Linked DNA regions of Sus scrofa: region 1 is linked to region 2. A link is a contact called in public Hi-C data. All regions are on one chromosome and are shown on one strand. Each heading gives the region's core, a stretch centred on a gene start, on an enhancer-like site or on the middle of the called end of the contact. The rest is flanking DNA. Distances are from core to core; before and after follow the strand shown.

The links. A called contact is a pair of places that touch in the nucleus more often than the background predicts.
Region 1: a contact with region 2 is called in a Hi-C map of embryonic fibroblasts, with 2.0 times the contacts expected there. The contact joins two enhancer-like sites. A contact is called at or near these places in 10 of 47 Hi-C or Micro-C datasets (brain, embryonic fibroblasts, epiblast stem cells and 6 more) and 1 of 2 datasets of contacts at active chromatin or transcription factors (alveolar macrophages).

The regions. Positions count from the first base shown.
Region 1 is chr13:152,267,646-152,271,532 of Sscrofa11.1, forward strand. No RefSeq gene overlaps it. Among named protein-coding and RNA genes, the nearest start is that of CCDC54, 110 kb to the left of the region's middle. Within about 2 kb of position 1,381, at least 16 of the 83 cell types and tissues checked have an H3K27ac peak or open chromatin away from gene starts, as enhancers often do. A contact at or near this core is called in embryonic fibroblasts, where this site is marked.
Region 2 is chr13:152,121,488-152,125,507 of Sscrofa11.1, forward strand. All of the region lies in intron 3 of LOC102157687, which reads left to right. Among named protein-coding and RNA genes, the nearest start is that of CCDC54, 36 kb to the right of the region's middle. Within about 2 kb of position 2,139, at least 1 of the 83 cell types and tissues checked has an H3K27ac peak or open chromatin away from gene starts, as enhancers often do. A contact at or near this core is called in embryonic fibroblasts, where this site is marked.

The DNA.
Region 1 (3,887 bases), core at 131-2,630, 150 kb after region 2:
TTTTATTAGTTTGGGGGGTGAGTATAATATAAATCTGGAAGGTGTCTCTTCTTATATGCATTTTCTCCTACATAAATAATCTTGAGACTCATAAAAGGAAAATAAGATTCTGAAATTAAATTCTCCATTGCCTTTGTTGCTTCATTTTATCACTGTCTGTTGACTGGTTGGTTTAATAGAACAGCTTCCTTAAAATATATAACAAATGGACCAATCCAGTTTGCTATTTTCCCATATTTTTTCAGAAGGCACAAGAAAGATTTTGTTGTTGTTGCTATTGTTAGACAACAGAATTATGTGAATCTTAGACTTTGGGAAAAAAAAAAACATTATATATAGCTTGGAGATATTTGCTCTGTCCTGCGTTTTAGGGTTATTTTCTATCAAGGATAATTTCACCTGACACCTGTTAACAAGCAAAGTTGAAGCAAATTAAAGATTGATTGATGGGCTTTAATCTCCCCTTATGTTTCTGTCTGTCTCCATAATTCAGAGTTCACATTTGGGTTGTCTGTGTGTTTAAAGCAAACTGGATGGAAAAAGTGAAAGGAGAGGACACAGTCATTTCTTCGCCTAATGCTAACTCCAGTCGTGCTTTGATCCTGCTATTCTGTGTTCTCTACTGAGAGCACTTGATCCTGGACCAGCAGACCTTCTTGCAGAAACAACACTGACAGTTTTTCTACCTATCCATTCTGGAAATGTGTTTGGTTAAAGCTGCTTTGCCCTTAGCCTTTGCAAGCACAAAAACTCGGAGGCTTGTCCTTTGAGGAAGCATGTAAGCTAGCGAAGCATAAATCCCTGTTTGTCTCAAATGACAAGTTATACATTTAGCTGCTCATCAAGAAGCATTCTCTCTCTGTTCCACAGAGAGCAGCAGCTCAGCAAGCTCAGTGTTCTGACTGACACGAAGCTCAGAAGCTCAGAGATTCCATATCAATAGTATGTAAATGTAGCAGGAGAACAGACTAAAGACTCCACTGGAATTCAGACGTGTCTGGACTTGCCTGGTGTACGGGTAGGGCCATCTCCCCAAAAGACTTGTTTTTCTGATGGACTAAGGAGATTTCTGAGAATGTATGTGTCCTAAGAGAGGAGAGCTTGACCCTGTAACAAAGCCGTAGTTGTCTTGGTGGATGGAGAATTCTGAATACAGCATCAAAATTTTCACTTTCATTTGCCTACTAGGCAACACCCTATTGGATTGAGGTTTAAATCCTGTGGAGAGCAATAGGTCTGAATTTAAAGCCCAAAAGACCTGATTTTCTAAAGACTCTCAAGTGTAAATGCACAGACAGTGCTTTACTGGAGCTCTCTAACACCAGTGCAGAAATGTGAGAAGCCCTTCTCCACGTAGCTGTGGCAGACAAGAGTCTAAATATGCTTTCTCCCAACCTCACCCCAAGACCTCTGACTCACAGTTACTTTTTCAAACAGTTTTCTAGGTCCCTCTTTGAAGGGATTTTGCAGATGTAATTGAAGTCCCACGTTAGTTGACCTTTAAGGTTGGAGATTACCCACCTGGGCTGGATCCTGAGCCTTTTCTGTAGGTAAGAGCACAAAAGGAAGTCAAAGCTTCAAAGCACAAGGGGAGATTTGATGCACTGCTGTAGGTTGAGGATGAAGGGGGCCTTATGCCAAGAAGTGCAGGCGGCCTTAAGGAGCATAAGTGTAGTCCCTTTCAGACAGCTGACAAAGACACATGGACTTAGTGCATATTTGGCCAATGACCTGAATGAGTTTGAAAGCATATTCTTTCCTAGGGCCTCCAGATAAAAGCCAAGCCCTGGGGATACCTTGATTTCAGCTTTATGAGACCCTAAGCAGTTGAGCCTGCCTAGACTTCTGACATAGGAGGGTGAAAGAATATTTGTGTTGTCTTGAGTTACTACATTTACAGTAATTTGCTAGGCAGTGAGAGAAAACTAATGAAGTAACAGAATATGATGAAGATTTGCATCTTGTGGGACTCAGGCCTCAGCTGTGGTGGGAGGCCCCAGTGTCCCACAAACCTAGTGGTATACAATGGATGCCAGTGGTAAATGGTGGAACACGATGAGAAAAGACTTGGCAAATGCTTACAAAACATCCCCTAGGAACTCCCAGAAATTCTTCCGGTAGGGGAAGCAAGGAAAAATTTGGATTGTTACAGTTAATATGAGTCACTAGAACTTACGGGCTGATCAAGTTCAGGGAAATGGCACTCATCTAATAAAATCCAGGTTAGTAAAATCTCTTCATTCACCAAAAGGGACATAGTTTTTGTTTTTGTTTTCCTTTATTTTGTTTTGTTTTTCTGTTTCTTTGTTTTTGTTTTTCTGATTATTCTCCACATTTCTTAATTCCCTTGCCTTTTTCTTTGCCCTGGTCTCTTTTGGTAATGTTAAGAGGTGAATTTAGTAAGTATGTCCTTGGAAACAGCAGAAGTATCTCTTTTTCTTTATTATTAAATCTTTGCTACTGAGATAAAATAGCAACTTATTCTTGAGAAATAGGTCATCCTTTTCAGTATACTTAGGTGCTTTTATCACAAACTTCCAATTTAAAAAAAAAAATAGTGAGCAAACATTTTGTATTGGGTTCTTAACAAAAAAAAACTTGACCAAAGAAAGTATGGAAGAATATGGACTTATCATTTTCAAAGGCAAGATATAGACTAGTACATAGATGATTGTAGTATAATTGTACTATAATTTTATAGGAATACTACTGGGAGACAATTCCCCTCAGGCTTTTTGCATTTCTGCACATCTGAGCAGATGCATTGGCAGCTTCTGTCCTGGAATATCTTTTTAAGTATGTTTGTATGGCAAACAGCTTTGAAAGATAAAGATAGTGTCTCTCTCTGAGGCAAAGGGCAGATTTGTTTGCAGTCCAGGATAATAAAGATAATGTCTCTTTCTGGAGCAAATGTTGTGCAAGTGTGCTGGCAGTTTCCTTTAAAAGTTTGGTGTCTCCTAAGGTCAGGGCATCTGGGCTGTGAGACAAGCCAGGTGTGTACCAGATGACAAACTTGTCTTAGTTTGCTTGAGACTTTCTTGACTGTAGCATGGAGTCCTGAATACCAGGAACTCTTCAGTCTGGGGCACATTTGGGATTCGTCACTCTATGAGCTGCATGCACCTGAGATGCTCCAAATCACCTGTACCCTGATGGGATTTGGGAGGCAGGGAACAAATGTAGACTTGAAGCTCATGCTGCCTCTTGTGCTGTATGAAAGTCCTTTGGCTCTGACCCAGGAGCCTCCTGTCTTTGACTGTCACCCTTTAAAATGTGGTAGCCTAGCTTGTTAGGTAGCAAGAACAATAAAGTCTCAGACCCTTCACAATTCTTTACAAATGTAAGTCCAGTGATTGCTGAAATTGTAGTTGGGGAAATGTCTTATTTTAGATCGGAAATGTGGAGTAAGCCCATAAGCTTCCTCTGATGTTTTCCAGAAGTTATTTTATGAAATGAGTAATTCAAAAACAAATTAACTTAGGAGTTCCCGTCGTGGTGCAGTGGAAATGAATCCGACTAGGAACCATGAGGTTTCCGGTTTGATCCCTGGCCTCACTCAGTGGGTTAAGGATCTGGTGTTGCCCTGAGCTGTGGTGTAGGTCACAGATGTGGTTCAGATCTGGCATTGCTATGGTTGTGGTGTAGGCTGGGAGCTGTAGCTCTGATTGGACCCCTAGCCTGGGAACCTCCGTATGCCAGGGGTGCGGCCCTAAAAAGCAAAAAACAAAAAAACAAAAAAAACAAATCAACTTATGAAAGTGAGTTTGTAAGAACTTGTGTTATTTCTTTGGAATTTTTCCCCCTCCTATTCATTCATTATTTAAAATCGTGTAGCTTAATTTTCAAACATTTAGGGATTTTTCTAGTTATCTTTATGTGCTTATTCC
Region 2 (4,020 bases), core at 889-3,388:
GTTTCCATGATTTTGACTACTTTGGATATCTTATATACATGGAATTACACAGTATTTGCCCTTTTGTGGCCTCTAGTTACCTTATAGTCACCCCCTCGTGCATCCTATTTGTCCTGTGGCCATCTCACAGAGGGAGGGATGAAAGAAGAGAGCCATGTTTCCAGGCTATGTTAAATATTGGTTCGGGTTATTTTTCTTAGTATGAATGAAAGTTCCTGTGTTTTCTTACTCTAGCCTCTTGTGTAACTCACTGTCAATGCCTTCCAGTCAAAGACCACCAGGAACCTACCTGTGGTTGAACAAGTTGGGTATGTTCCTTGTTGCAGCAAGGGAGAACACCCACCATGGGAACAGTCATACATTTCAGTAAGAGGATGTTTAAAAAGACTTATTGTGGGATTTGGGTGATTTTGACGAAGGGCTAAGGAAACAGAATCACTCTAGGTGGTGGCTGTTAGGAAGTGAGGGTAATTCTATGATTGGTATCTTTTTTTTTTTTTTTTTTTTTTGCTTTTTAGGGCTGCACTGGTAACATATAGGGGTTCCCAGGCTAGGGGTCTAATCGGAGCTGTAGCTGCTGGCCACAGCCACAGCCACAGCAACGCCAGATCAGAGCTGAGTCTGCGACCCACACCATAGCTCATGGCAACACCAGATCCTTAATGCACTGAGCGAGGCCAGGGATTGAACCTGAAACCTAATGGTTCCTAGTCGGATTCGTTTCTGCTCTGCCATAAGGAGAACTCCTGATTGGTATCTTAATACGTCTTATCTATAGAGAGGCAAGAATAAGCTACACTAGGTAAAAAAAAAAAAAAAAATGGCAGAAACTCATATTGGTTAGGAGAGAGGGATGTTTGATATTTTGTGAGTTTTTCACAGTGACCATATTTTGGTCTGTGCTTTGACAAATTATTCAGTGGCTTGTTTTGTCTCACTTTGTCATGGTCTCAGAGTGGCCTTATCTGATGCTGATATTCTGTGAGATGGTTTTTGTGCAACCAGAGGAAATCATGGTATAGGTGTTGAGGTCAGTCTCCAGTTTGTGATAACACCGAGACCTGGCTGAAAGTGTCAGGCCACTTCCTGGATTTGGGGAGCCACTATTTTCTTCTTCACCACTTTTGGAGCTAAGTAGGTTTGGAATTAGGAAACCTGTGATTCAGCCTCAGTTTCACCTCTTACCAGCATTGTGATCATGGGCAAATGACTTCCTCTCTGTCATTTCAGTTTCCTACCTGGTATTTACCTCAAAGGAACATAGTGGGCATGAAATGAGATAAAGCATCTGGAATGCTGAGCAGATTAGTTCGTACAGAGTGGGAACTCATGTTAGTATTAATAGCCTCTCTTTAGCTCTCTCCCATGGGAGATTCTTTTATTCATTTAAGAAACACTTATTGGGCAATTGCCATGTATGAGTCTCTGTGCTAGGAAACTGTACTCAGTGAACAAGACATATGAGGCCTCTGCCCTCATACAGCCAACAGTCTAACATGGGTTTCAGACAGTTAAATAGGAAATTTCATAGAGGGTAAGAGAGGCTATGAAAGGGAACTGCAGGAGTTCCTAACTTAGCTTTGTAGGGCTGTGGAACCGTCTCTAGGAGAAGGTGATGTTTAAGCTGAAATCTATCCAGTTAGATGCACGGGAGTTGTCTGAGGAGCACTCCTGGTAGAACTAGGAAGAGCATAAGCTAAAACAGAATAGTGAGAGAGAACATGGCATAGCCTCTTTGGTGGGAAACAAATAAACAAACTGAAAAACAACAAGAACAGAAAAGAAAAAATAATCTCACTTTTTCAGTGCATGCCATATAAGAGAATTTCTTTCCAAATCTTGCACACAATTTCGTATGTCCCTGCAATAGTAATTATCATTCGTTAATTAATTAATGATGATACAATGCTTTGAAAATACAAAGTGCAGCACATTTGCTAACAAACTGATGATTAGCATGATTGCTGTTCCGATATAGCCTCTGTTTACTCATTACACTTGGACTTCCAACTGTCTGCTTGCCTTCAGGAAGACAGCTGTTTCACAATAGGCTTGGCTTGGTGGCTATTTTTGGCTTTTTCTTTCCCTGGGTTGTGAATGAACCCAGGAATGACTAATAGTGGAAAGGAAAAAGGCACTGAATGACTTCCAAAGTCCTTTCCTAATAACTCATTCTGCAATGTTTATTATCCTCTTAGTTTCTGATACACTAAAATCTGGCTAAAAGTGTTGGGAGTCTGTGCTATCGGGGCATCTGGTGAAGCAAATATAACAAAGGGCTATTTTTGGTTCTGTTAGTATTTAAGTTTCCTTGACTGGGGTCCACCAAATAAATAGAAGTTCTTGTGGCTTCCACTTATACCTCTACTATTTCTCCTAGTGTCCATAGAAATAATGACTAGGAGTTCCCGTCATGGCGCAGTGGTTAACGAATCCAACTAGGAACCATGAGGTTGCAGGTTCGATCCCTGCCCTTGCTCAGTGGGTTAATGATCCAGCGTTGCCGTGAGCTGTGGTGGAGGTCGCAGACTCAGCTTGGATCCTGCGTTGCTGTGGCTCTGGCGTAGGCTGGTGGCTGCAGCTCTGATTCGACCCCTAGCCTGGGAACCTCCATGTGCCGTGGGAGTGGCCCAGGAAATGGCAAAAAGACCAAAAAAAAAAATAATGACTAAATCTATCTTTAACCTTGATAAAAAAGATTTCAGTGTTAGCATCTTATGCTATTTAAAACACCAAAAAAAGCAAAACCCAGTTCTAATGAGTTTTGATTGTCAGTGAAGAGCTGAAGGCACTAAGCTTATAATTAAACACTATCAAAGTGTATTTTTGTGTCCGCAGCAAATAACCGGGATCAGCAGGTATGGGTGGCAGCATCCTCTTGATCAAAGTCACAGTGTTTGTAGACACAGTTGCATCCAAACATGGCTTTAACCCAATCTGAAGGAAGTTTCTGGTGAAATGTGTGTCTTCATGTGTAGAAAGCACTCCTCAGTTGTCCCAGGTGTCAAGTGACTCATATACTTAGTTGGTGGCCTAGACAAGTTGGTGGGACTCTGGCTTGGAGAGGCTGAACTAGTAGACCTTGGCCTGGAAGTAGTTGAGGGCTTGTTCTCATTATGTATCTTGAGTGCTTATGGCTATGTTTTGGCCTAAAGTGTGGTCCCTACTATCAAGAACATGCTCCTGGTAAGGAAGAAAAGACATGTTTACTAATATGTTTATGTTAAAATCAGGTAGATGGTGGCAAGCACAATAGGAGATGACAAATCCATGCTGGAAATGGAGCAGGGAAAGGAGGGATTACTTTGAGCTGGGTAGTTTTCATGATGGAGGAGGTTTTCCTTGAACAATAGGGATTATTTTGAGCAGCAGAGACAGAGTTGTGGGTAGGAAAAAGGAGGGCATACCAGGACTTGGCAATGCCAATCATAAGAACACAGAGAGAAGATGGCCCTACATGTTCAGTCCTGTCTTATAAATTAGGAAAGGGTGACTGAATGTCCCAGATTTGTTGAGATAGTCCCAGTTTATGCCTTCTACCTATGGCAACTGTGGTAAGTTGGATAATGTCCCCCAAAGATGCCTATGTCCTGATCGCATGGGTTTATTACCTTACATGGTAAAAGGGACTTTAAAATGTGATTACATGAAGTCGTTTGAGATGCATAAGCTGGATGGGTCCAGTGTAATCACAGAGTCACTTTTGGAAGGAAGGGAGGAGGATCAGAGTTGATAGTGTAGGAGATGTGATAATGAAGCTTGAGGTCTGTGATATGAGAAGGGGTCATGAGCCAAGGGATGGAGGCAGCTTCTGGAAGCTGAAAAAGGCAAGGAAACAGATCCTACCCTCAGAGCATCTGCAGAAACAAGCCTTGCCAACATCTTGAATTTAACCCAGTGAGACTAATTTTAAATTTCTGACCTCAAAATGAAAGATAATAAATTTATGTTGTTTTAAGTCATTAAATTTGTAGTCATTTGTTACAGCATCAATAGGAAACATAATACAGTAACTCTATT